Regions from separate parts of the Mus musculus genome. Here regions 1 and 3 are each linked to region 2. The links are chromatin contacts, called in public HiChIP or PLAC-seq maps. All regions are on one chromosome and are shown on one strand. The core of a region is the stretch at or near the end of the contact, and the rest is flanking DNA. Distances in the headings are between cores, read along the strand shown. Region 1 has its middle 220 kb from the start of Gm40658. Region 2 has its middle 46 kb from the start of Gm40660. Region 3 has its middle 58 kb from the start of Gm35330.

Evidence for each region. HiChIP or PLAC-seq counts read pairs in DNA pulled down with a chosen protein or histone mark.
Region 1: a BATF HiChIP or PLAC-seq map of CD8 T cells shows a contact between it and region 2, with 5 read pairs. The contact joins two enhancer-like sites. A contact is called at or near these places in 2 of 484 Hi-C or Micro-C datasets (adipose-derived mesenchymal stem cells and bone marrow-derived macrophages) and 1 of 115 datasets of contacts at active chromatin or transcription factors (CD8 T cells).
Region 3: a contact with region 2 is called in a BATF HiChIP or PLAC-seq map of CD8 T cells, with 15 read pairs. The contact joins two enhancer-like sites. A contact is called at or near these places in 1 of 484 Hi-C or Micro-C datasets (Th1 cells) and 2 of 115 datasets of contacts at active chromatin or transcription factors (CD8 T cells and regulatory T cells).

Annotation. Positions count from the first base shown.
Region 1 is chr13:4,940,178-4,943,968 of GRCm38.p6, forward strand. No RefSeq gene overlaps it. Among named protein-coding and RNA genes, the nearest start is that of Gm40658, 220 kb to the left of the region's middle. Within about 2 kb of position 2,419, at least 29 of the 459 cell types and tissues checked have an H3K27ac peak or open chromatin away from gene starts, as enhancers often do. A contact at or near this core is called in CD8 T cells, where this site is marked.
Region 2 is chr13:5,407,101-5,411,286 of GRCm38.p6, forward strand. No RefSeq gene overlaps it. Among named protein-coding and RNA genes, the nearest start is that of Gm40660, 46 kb to the right of the region's middle. Within about 2 kb of position 1,526, at least 19 of the 459 cell types and tissues checked have an H3K27ac peak or open chromatin away from gene starts, as enhancers often do. A contact at or near this core is called in CD8 T cells and regulatory T cells, where this site is marked.
Region 3 is chr13:5,664,112-5,668,363 of GRCm38.p6, forward strand. No RefSeq gene overlaps it. Among named protein-coding and RNA genes, the nearest start is that of Gm35330, 58 kb to the right of the region's middle. Within about 2 kb of position 2,665, at least 40 of the 459 cell types and tissues checked have an H3K27ac peak or open chromatin away from gene starts, as enhancers often do. A contact at or near this core is called in CD8 T cells and regulatory T cells, where this site is marked.

The DNA of each region.
Region 1 (3,791 bases), core at 1,169-3,668, 470 kb before region 2:
ATTTGCTTTGTGTTTTAGTGGATTTATTTTAATGGCAGTATCTATTTTCACACACTCTTACATAAATATATAGCAACATTATGTAGCTATTCTATACTTGGCATGATTTTCACTTTGATCTAGACAAAACACAACATCTCTAAAATATGATGCTATTGTGTAAGATCATCGTAACTAATATTAAACATATATTCATTTAGTAAATGCTGCCTAAAATCATACATTTTCATAGCTTTCTGTTTGAAATTTTAATTTCCAGATGCCTCATGAGGGCCCAAAGAACATATAGAAACTGAAGGCTCCCCTCACAAAATACTTCAATCACCTTCCTATTATTTTATGCCCTTAGAATGATCTTCAGCGAGTGTATTTGGAATGTAGAGTTTGCCAAATGGCAGACTTAGTTATTAATTTTACAGATATGTAATTTATCTATGAGTTGCTATCATTTATATTTAATGTAGTCAATGTTTGACTTCCAAAGGCTTTCATTTTAAAGGCAGAAATCAGCCCTTTGTTTGTTCCAATGATCTCCACAGATTTCACTTACGATGGAACTTCACTTTTTCTTTAGCCTGTGCAGAGCCTGGACATGTTTGAATGGTGAAGTGTTGCTATCCGGGGTTGTTATGGTGAATATCTTCACTTTCAAACACAGAGCATCGGGGATCTTCAATATATCTATCATAAAAATGACAGTCAATTGTAATATGTGGTAAATTCTAAAGGTATTACCAAGTATACATTTTTCTATTTTTTTAGAACATTTAGGAAAAATATCTGTTTAGGATTATTTTTACTAATTTTTTTAAACTAAACCTTTGAGACTCAAGCATGTGCTACAGTACATTTAAGTGATCCTAAAACTCTGTGAAAATAATTGCTGAGTTGGCCATTCTGCAGACTCCACATTCTAACAGATCCTGATAGAATTAAACGTCACTGTCCCTTTAGGAGTGGTACTAGAAGATTTTTAGCAGAAAAAAATGACAGTGGTAATAAGGAAAAATTCAAAGCATTCCCCAAAATTTGATGTAATTTGTTCATGTTCTGTGTTCTTTGTTTGGGCAATGACTCCTAGCTAACACTTTAAAAAAGAAAAAGACAAAGAAAAGATAGGCTAGTGAGTAAAAGAAAATTCACAGAAAACATATATATATCCAACTATAAATTCATGACTAGAACATATAAACAATGCTTACAGCTTATTAGGAATAAGTGACATAATTTTAAACAGCAGAAACATGACCAAATTGATAACATGTTAATAAAAAACAAAATGGGAAGACTAGCAAATATATAAGGAATACTTATGGGATTCTTAAGGATTCCTTAATATAAGAATTATAGAAAAAGAAATGAAGTGAGAATGAGATGAAGCTTTTTGCCGATTACAAGAGTACCACAGGGGATGAGGAGCACAGGGACTCCTCTTCTTTTGGTAAGTCAGGTGCATTGTGTGAGCCATTCTAGGGTTTCTTAGACATTAACTATGAACCCGTCACATGGCCTTGCTGCTTTATTCCTAGGCACTGAACCCAGAGAAATGGAAGCATACATTTATACTAACACTTATATCTTTAACTTTTAAAATAATCGAACCATGATCAATACATAGAAAATAATACTTTTAAGTCATTTTCCCATCAAATAGACCCGTACTTCAAAAGACTATTAAAATTTGAATATTATTTTATTTCATGAGAAGAGACCAAAATGATACACTCATCACCTATTTTCTAAAAATATTGGTAAAAGAGAAAATCATCCTAGAACAATCCTAAGGATTGGATTTATGAAGATACTATGGAACACTAAAGTATAATTTGGCACAAGTCTAATAAAAAGACAAAAAAATAAAATAATGTTAAGAAAAATAGACTAAGCCCATGGTGTTATTTCATGAAATAGTACTAAGATATTCAAACTTGTGTTTCAGAGCATTTCATAAAGACAAAGATCAAAATTAGGCAGTCATATCTGAAGTGGGTATTAGAGAGCCATGTACCATCTTTGGCCTCACTTGGGCTTGCTATCATTCAGGTTGATGGTGGTCATATGGTTTCATGCCTTCCTGGATTCTCATGCTACCACATTCATATTCTGATGAACCAGATCTCACATTGGCCATCTTCACATCTTGAAATATTTTCTAATGGGTCAAATGTTTTTATTCATGTTGCTACTGCTTACCTTTATATTTATGAACATTAGGAGCATCCACCACTGAGGTGTAAAAGAGTAAAATTGAAGACATTATTGAACACATGAAGCAATTTTGAGTAATTGACACAAAGAAAGCAAATTTGGAGGGAAACAGCTCATAGAGGATTCCATTAGATTTTCACCCCCATTTCCAGACTGCAAAGCTAATTTCCATGTTAAGATCACCACAGACCTTCAGCAAAGTTGCCTGTGGCTTGGTTCTGCTCATGAAGAGTTTACTATCTTTCCAGTATTTAAATATGCACATGTTGTTGGGAGCCGCCCCCACATTCGCCGTCACAAGATGGCGCTGACATCCTGTGTTCTAAGTGGTAAACAAATAATCTGCGCATGTGCCAAGGGTATTTTATGACTACTTGTACTCTACCTTTCCCGTGAACGTCAGCTCGGCCATGGGCTGCAGCCAATCAGGGAGTGATGCGTCCTAGGCGAAATATAACGCTCCTAAAAAAGGGGACGGGGTTTTCCGCCATTCTCTCTCGCTGGCATCTCTCTGGCTCTGCGCGCCCTGCGCTCGCTCGCTGCCTAAAGATGTAAACAATAGAGCGCGCGCGCCGGAGCTCTGGCTCCTAAAGATGTAAGAAGGGGGCTTTCGTTTTTGGGGCTGGGCGCTGGGCGCTTGCCCTCCTGGCTCCCAAAGATGTAAGCAATAAAGTTTTGCCGCAGAAGATTTTGGTTTGTTGCGTCTTTCCTGGCCGGGCGTGAGAACGCGATTAAGAACATGTTATTCACTTTGCAACAGCCAACGAAAATAGATAATTGTGTGCCTTAAATGAACTGCAGATATTTTTGCAGTTTGTGGCTGTTGAGGTAGGAAGGAACACTTTTCTTTGGCCTCTGAAAGGTTTCCTGTGCTCCAGTAGGTAGTCCCACCCCTATGAATATATGGGCAGCATTTATTAGACTTATCAGGTTATTGTTTAAAAATTAGACAAAATGTGAAGCTATATGGGAGATAGATTTGGGGGGTTCTAGGAGGAGCTAGACCCTAGGGAACAGGCATGAAAAAAAATTCTTTCTATACATGTTGATAATTTTTAAACACTAAATAAAAATATTTAATATTACTCTCTTCAATATAAATGTTGTTGCTTTGACAGTTTGGATATGATACTTTAGGTCAGATTAACAATGGAAACTATCTAACATGTACAAATGTAACAAATTTATTCCTTCCCATTTCTGCTATTCATGTTCTATATTAAGTGGTGTCATTCATAACTCAATTGACAGCTACAAAATCAGCTGCTTTAGAAACGTGAAGCCTTTGCCCAATAATTCTTCCCATATATTTCAGGAACATAAATAATTGAGGCTTAAAAGGAATGCTATCTTTGCTCTGTTTCAAAAGAACAAAGAGTGAATATCTTTTCCACTTCTTAAAAAGCCTTTTACATCATAGATCAAATCACTTACCTTTGAAGAAACCAATATTAATATTTCCTTTTCATCTTATAGTGCTTATACAGCAGTCCAGATGGTTTCCACTCATCTGCCACTTAGATATAAATTCTCGATATTCTTTAAAGATGTGACTCCAACTATTTTTGCTTTAAAAACTATAC
Region 2 (4,186 bases), core at 276-2,775:
ATATTTCTTACTGAGGTTTGGGGCTGCCTGAATAATCTAGACAGGTAGCCAGAAAGCCCCCATAATTCCCCTGTTTCACCTTCACCAGTGCTAAAATTACAAGAGATTGCAAACATGCTTAGTTTTCTTATGTGTTGTTTGTTTGTTTGTTTTTAAGTTGGCACTGGGGTTTGCACTGAAGCTCATATGCTTGTGGGCCTAGCATTTTATTACTGAGCTATGAGCCAAGCCCCATCCTCTCCTCTTGCTTTATTTTTTTATATATATATTTTCATTATTTACATTTCAAATGTTAGCCCCTTTCCTGGTCGCCCCCCCCTCCCCCCAGAAATCCCCTATCCCATCCTTCCTCTCCTGACTTATATGAGGGTGCTTCCCCACCCACCAACCCACACCCTCCCTCCCGCCTCCCTACCCTGGCATTCCCCTACACTAAAGCTTAGAGTCTTCATAGGACCAAGGACTTCTCCTCCCATTGATGCCCAACAAGGCCAAGCTCTGCTATATATGAGGTTGGAGCCATTGGTCCCTCCATGTGTACTCTTTGATTGGTGGTTTCGTCCCTGGGAGCTCTGGGGAATCTGGTTGGTTGATACTGTTGTTCTTTCGATGGCATTTCAAACCCCTTCAGCTCCTTCAGCCTTATCTCTTAACTCCTCCATTGGGGACCCAGTGCTCAGTCCAATGGTTGCCTATGAACATTTGCCTCTGTATTTGTCAGGCTGTGGCAGAGTCTCTCAGGAGACAGCTATATCAGGTTCCTGTCAGCAAACACTTCTTGGCATCTGTGATAGTGTCTGGGTTTAGTGTCTGTATATAGGATGTATCCCCATGTGGGGCAGTCTCTAGATGGCCTTTCCTTCAGTCTCTGCTCTGAACACTGTCTGCTCAGTCTCTGCTCAGTCCCATGCCCATGGAATGGTAGGATTAATTATAGTAAAATGGCCATCTTGCCAAAAGCAATCGTCAGATTCAATGCAATCCCCATCAATATTCCAACTCAATTGTTAATAGAGTTAGAAAGAGCAATTTGCAAATTCATTTGGAATAACAGAAAAAAAAAGACAGGATAGGAAATCTATTTTCAACAAAAAAAGAACTCCTCTTGCTTTCTGGACTCCCAGTTTTCAATAACTTTTCTTTCCTTTAGGTTGCTCCCAGCACATTTTACAAGGCACGCCACTGCAAATTTCTCATGAGCTTTAGATTCTTCGTTTCATGTGAGTGCTACTGTAACCTAGTAAATAACAGCATTAAGCACTTCCTGCAGAAGCTGATGGTCTACACATCCCCCTGTCACCCAGTCCAAGTGCACCTTTCTGTTGAGTGGATGTAACCACAGTGATGACTTTTTTTTTCCCTCAAAGGATCAGTAGTTGCCACTAAATGATTTTGCTAGTGAATAAGTGCTTACTACATTAAGGTTCATTCCTTTTACCTGAATCTCAGAGAAGCAGAAAGCACATCTGATGGAAAGTAAAGTGGTTTCGTATATATGACCGACTTCCTGCCCTTGTGTGATAACAAGCACATTGAACTGAAAAAGCCTCTCACTTCACAACTGGCCTGTATGATCAGAAGTGACTGGAGCAACCTTTCTGAACTTTGGTTTCCTTGCCTAAAAAGGACTTGGTTTAGAGGAAGTTCAGTAGTTGTCATGCTAATTTGTTCTATAGGGAGGTTTCACAAAAGCTCCATATACATACCAGTATATTGTTCTCTTGGCACAGTTTTAACTCCACAGCACGAAGTTTATATTTTCTCAAATTCTAGTTTCTAGAATCCTATAGGTAAATCAGTGTCTCCCAAGAACAGAGTGAGTACAGACATCTCTGGCAGGAGACCCTACCAGCACTCACTGTCCCCTGGGGAATAGCTTTACTAGATTTTGTTGAATAGCCAAGAATATATCTGATGGACATAGGTTGGAGGCCTCTTCTCCCCTATGAAACATGGACAATGCACAGCTATCAGGAGACTCTAATGGAGGGATATCTGTAAAACAATGTGTGTATGAATTAGAAGGAATAAGATATAAGCAGAGATTTCACTGATTATTCTCAACCTGATTTATCAATCTTATGTTACTTCATGGTTATTGAAAATAATTTCAAAGGGCTAGGGGAAAACCCCAGTGGGTAAAAGGACCTGCCACAGGGGGATTAAAATCTGAGTAAAAATCTCCAAAATTCACACAAAGCTAGAAATAGAAGCATGTTTCTGTGTATTACCAGCCCTTCTAATGAGAGATGGGAGTGGAAGACAAGGGAATCTATGGAGGCTCATGAGCTAGGTAACCTAGTGTGTGCAGTGTCTGTCTAAAGAAAGTTGAAAGATGATGACATCCAAGGATGGTGTTTCATCTCAACCAACGTACTATGTCAGTAGTATTCCTTCACTCACAGAGACAGACACATACACGCAGGAGTTTATAAAAATTATTTCAGGACTGGATTAACTGTTGCAGTCACCAATTGCCAATAAAGTAAAACTAGTCATTTTACTATGATTTTGATATGTTTAAGTGACTTTCTTTGACCAATGTATAAATTATATAATATAGAAATTGTAGGTATTTGGGAATTAACTTTATATTGTAAGTCAAAGTGTTAAAATCATTAAAGGTTGAGGTCATGACACATGAGCAAATTCAACCAAGAAGAGTAGACAGCAGGAAATAATCAAACTCAGGGCTGAAATCAACCAAGTGGAAACAAAAAGAACTATACAAAGAATCAACCAAACCAGGAGCTGGTTCTTGGAGAAAATCAACAAGACAGATAAACCCTTAGCCAGACTAACTAAAGGGCACAGGGACACTATCCTAATTAACAAAATCAGAAATGAAAATGGAGGCATAACAAGAGAAACCAAAGAAATTCAAAAAATTATCAGATCCTACTACAAAAACCCATACTCAACCAAAATAGAAAATCTGGATGAAATGGATAATTTTCTAGACAGACACCAGGTACCAAAGTTAAATCAGTATCAGATAAACATCTAAACAGTCCCATAACCCCTAAAGAAATAGAAGTATATTTGACTTTTGGAATAGCATTGTAACAAATGAAAAAAAAAAAAAACACCTGATTAAAATAAAAAAATCCCCCCCCCGAAAAAAAGATATAGAAGCAGCCATTAAAAGTAAGATGGGTTTAGTGCAAAATTCTGTCAGACCTATAAAGAAGACCTAATTCCAATACTCTTCAAACTATTCCATGAAATAGAAACAGAAAGAACACTACCTAATTAGTTCTATAAGGTCACAATTACTCTGATAACTAAACCACACAAAGACCCAAAAAAGAAAGAACTTCAGGCCAATTTCCCTTATGAGTATCGATGCAAAAATAATCAATAAAATTCTCACAAACAGAATCTAAGGACACATCAAAACAATCATCCATCCTGACCAAGCAGGCTTCACCCCAGGGATGCAGGGATGGTTTAATATACAGAAATATATAAATGTAATCCACTATATGAAAAAACTGAAAAAAAAACCACATATAGTACACGGTTTTGTTTGGGGGGGTTGTTTTTTGGGGTGGTTTTGTTTGTGTGTTTGCTTTTTAAGTGAGATCACAAGTGGAGGAAGCTAAGGGTAGAATTTGCATTTGCAGATTCCATTCAGCAGCTGTTTTTCAAAGAGAGTATTGCACTCTATACAAAGAAAGTATCAGATTTCCAGAGAGAAAAGGTTTATTGAGGCTTACAATTTCCCTCTGTCTATCCTGGTGGGCCAGACATGGCAGTAAAAGCTTGTAGCAGCTGGTTGGTCAAAGCATCTGCAGTCAAGAAGCAGAAGGGGATAAATGTCCGAACACAGCAAGGATTCTCCTTTTTGATGCAGCACAGAATCCAAGTCTAGGGTTTGGTCCACTAATTTTAACCCACATCAGAATTATCGCTTAAGAGCATCACCATAGACTAGACAATCCCTCAGAAGTGTACTCAGAGGCTTGTCATGAGATTATTATAGGGTCTGGCAAGTAGCTACTCAGTGCTAACCAGCAGAGCCCTTTTGGAATAGTTCACTATCTAGCTGAGGTAAACGGATAGCAACTGGAGTCAGAAACTGGATCAATACCATACCAGAGTTAAGGACTCAAGCTTTTCAAGGTCCAAGTGTCATTTTAAGACAGCATATTGCTCTGTTTGATCAGTGTGTTATGGAGTTTTC
Region 3 (4,252 bases), core at 1,415-3,914, 260 kb after region 2:
TAGAGTATAATTTCCCCAATTTCTTTCTCGTCCCATTTATCATTTGGATAAATGATGGCTACTGATGTTTTGTTTTGATTTGGTTTGGTTTGGTTTTCTTTCTTTTAGTTAATTTTTTATCAAGCCACTCTATTGAAGGTGTTTATAAGCTGTAGGTGTTCTCTGAGAATTTTCAGGGCTGCTTATGTACATGCAAATAATGATACTTTGACTTTGTCCTTTTTAATATGTATCCCCTGATGTCCTTTATATGTCTTGTTATAGCTGGAACTTCAAGTGCTATACTGAAGTGATAGGGAGACTGGCCAGCCTAGTCTTGTCCCTTGATTTAATGGAATTGCTTTATGTTTCTCTGTATTCAATTTGATGTTGGCTATTGCCTTGCTGTATATTGCTTTTATTATGTTTAGATATGTGGCTTGGATCCCTGATTTATCCAAGATTTTAATATGAAAAGGTGTTGGATTTTGTAGAAGGCTTTTTATTATATAATGAAATGATCATGAGATTTTTTTTCTTTCAGTGTGATTATATGGTGGATTACATTGATGGATTTTCTATTTAGTTCTATAAGCTTCTTGTATGTTTATAGGTATCTCATTCTTTAGGATGGGAATTTTTTCTTCTATGATTTTGTTGAAAATACTTTATGGTCCTTAGAACTGAGATTCTTCACTTTATTCTAATACTATTATTCTTAGGTTATGTATTTTCATGGTATCCCAGATTTCTGTATACTTTGTGCCAGGAATTTTTTAGATTTAACATTTTCTTTGACTGATATATAAATTTCTTATACTGTATCTTTTATGCCTGGGATTTTCTCTTCCATCTCTTTTAGTCTCTTGGTGCTGCTTACATTTGTTGTTCCTGTTCCTGTTCCCATTCCTGTTCATCAGACCTGCAGTTTCAGAAGCATACTGGTTAGACTCTCTTTTGCACCATCTTTCCTACCTACTGAGTACTCTGGGACACTCCCAGCTTCCCTGAGCTGCCAGCTATCCCTGGCATACCTCAAGTACCCCAATACCTCTCTGCTCACATTTATCAGACCTGTGGATCCAGTACCATATAACCCAAGGGTACCCATCAGAGGCCTGGCTCAGACGATCATTGAGGTTAGCCCCTCCCAATACTTACTTCAATGGAAACATCCAGACAATAAAGCTATCCAGATGGCTAAGGGCACTCGAAAGAAAGAACACAATCAACAAAAACCAGGGAAAATGAGACCTTCAGAACATAGCGAACCTACTACAGCAAGCCTTGGATATCCCAACACAACCAAAACAGAAGAAAATGACCCTAAATTCAATCTTATAGAGATGATAGACACTTTTAAAGGTGAAATGAATAAATCCCTTAAAGAAATACAGAAAAATACAACCAAATAGTTAAAGGCCTTTAAAGAGAAAACAAATAAACTCCTTAAAGAAATACAGGAAACCACAATTGAGCAGATGAAGGAAATAAATAAATAAAACTGTTCAAGAACTCGAAATGGAAATAGAATCAATAAACACAAACTGAGGGTATCCTAGGAACAGAAAACCTGGAGTACAGAAGATAAGGATAATCTTAAGTCCTTTCATATTCAGAAGTAGGTGGTACTCAGAGAATCAGTAAGAGACGTTTTTCAAAGTTGGCTCACTTTTTAGAAGGGCTTGTTACATGAGAAATAAACTTAGCTTATTAGCAAAACATTAATCAAGGTCTAATAATAATCTCCATCCCAATTGTGTTGAATACCTAGTTATTAGTTTGTTGTGCCTCCTAGTATCAATGTGAAATGAAAATATAGAAGAGACACAGTGAACTATTTTCAGATTTTAAAAAGCCTGTTTATGACATTTATTACTAAATAAAAAGATAAAATTTAATTAATTTTACGATGAAACGGAAGAGCCACCCTCTGACTCCTTTAATTGCTGCTACTGTCACTGTCAAAAGAAAAAGAGCTAACTAGGATCATGTAGAATAACTCGGTCTTGAGATGCTTTTATGTCTTATTTAACATAAAATTATTTCCTCACCTTTTTAGTTGCCCCACTGGCATCAGGAGTAATTTAACTGTATATTATTAACTGGTATGATTATGAAGAAATATGTGCAAACAAATAGTTCTAAACAGACCCTTAAAATATTGACCATAGCTCTAGAACTTAAGAATGTGATGATAAACACTATTAATGTGGTTGAAAATACCTAACTAGGTCTTCAGTAAGGTGGTGCAGAGTTATTTCGGCAATGCTGTTTAACTTCTGAGAATTGCAGCTACTGGTAATTTCTTACTAGAACAGGATTTCCTTGGTTTTCAGAAAACTACACACATCAAATACACATCAGCAACCCCAGGCTGCAATCAGTTTGATGAGCAGAGGACAATTATAAGGCTGCTTTATTAGTTTTTTTTTTTCCCCTCGCAGAATTTTTCTAATTTCTTTTTCCTTTTTCTCTAAAAAGCAAGGGGATCTTGAAGGTCAGCCTGAGGAAAACAAACATTAATTCTCTTCACAGGTTGGACTTTTCTTTGATTCTATTTCTCTTTTCTCATGTGTTGTTGTTCTTCTTGAAAATGGTCTTAGTGAACCTTTGGGATACCTCACTTATTATCAGTGAAAAAAATTCTTCTAGTGTTTCTTTGGAATTTCCCCTTCTGATCTACAATGAGTCACTGAAATGGAACTCAGGCTCTCAGTCCTGTGGACTCAGAGGACCTCAGACAGGTTGGAGTAGCAAGTTGCTGCCTAATTCATGATTTACATTAGCTCTCCAGAGGAAGTGGTTCTGTTTACCACAAATTGTACATTTTCTTAGTATAATCTGAACTCCACGAAGACTAAGCTTTGGTACTATGTTAAATTAAAAGCAAGTCTGTGGCAAAAAGTCCTATTTGAAAGAGCAATTTTATCATTTTAGAAGAGTAGTCAACCTTAACTTTTCCACTTTAAAGGCAAACCTCTCTCCCTAAATGTCAAAGTGTGCTCTTGTCAACAAACCTATGCAACAAACCTAGATGGGAAAAGGCTAGTCACAAAGCAAGAAAAAATTTTGAATTAATATTTAAAAAATAAAAAAGCAGTAATGGACTCGCTGTATTACAACTATAAAAAAGTTATGATACAGGTGTTAGCATAGAGATCATTTCCATTTTCTTTGAAGAATTGCCTTGACCTGGCTGAAATTATCTTGCTTAAATAATTTTTTTAGAATCCAGAGGCATGGACATAGAGTCTAGAGTTTTATCATGTTACTTGTCCAGGCTTATTTTCTCCATGAAATTCTAAGTTCTTAATTTATGTTAATTTTATTATATTTCCAGACAGCAAATTATATTTGAGAGGTTAGGGTACTTTTATATAGCCATGACCTGCAGTGTATATGTATGATGGTCAATCAAATCCAAAACAAAACAAGCACTTATTAAAATGACCCCTGATCTAAAATCCCAAATCAAAGAAAACACAGTTTTACTTCACATTTGTGCCTAGTCTGTGGAAAGTTCCCGGGGCGAATACTAAGATGTTCTCAAGGGCTGATGACTAAGCTTGATGGTCAAGTATTTATCTGCCATGTTTAAAGCTCTGAGATGGATTTCCTGCAGTAGACAAAAGAGAAAAAGGCTTTACTCACAGCTACTTCCCCAAGAGAAGGGAGGAGAGCAATGCCCGGGAAAGGAATATAGAAAATTGAATGGTAGAGGAAGGCACAGCTCCTAGGGTAGCTGGAGGACAAAGGACAATCAAGAATAGTTGTCACAAGTATTAGGCCCTTCCCAAGAGTATGGCAGACAGTGCAGAATTCACAACTCAATACACCTACTTATGTTTCAATTGGTCACCTCCAAAAATTTTCATGATTAAAATACTGACTATCAGCCAGGCAGTGGTGGTACATGCCTTTAATCCCAGCACTTGGGGGGTGGGGGTTAGAGGCAGGCAGATTTCTGAGTTCAAGGCCAGCCTGGTCTGTAGAGTGAGTTCCAGGACAGCCAGGGCTACACAGAGAAACCCTGTCTTGAAAAATCAAACAAACAAACAAAAATTGACTACCTAATTTTGCTGTTACATGAGTGGAAAGTGCTAAAACCAAGAGCCATGTTTTTGGGGGTTTTGTTGTTGTTGTTTTGTTTTGTGTTTTTGTTTTTTAAAAAAGACTTAAAATATTTTATGTCACAGCCATGGTCTAATACTGTTTATTTACAAAATCTCTTTATGTAATCTCCAACTTATCATTTATATTCTTCTTCAAG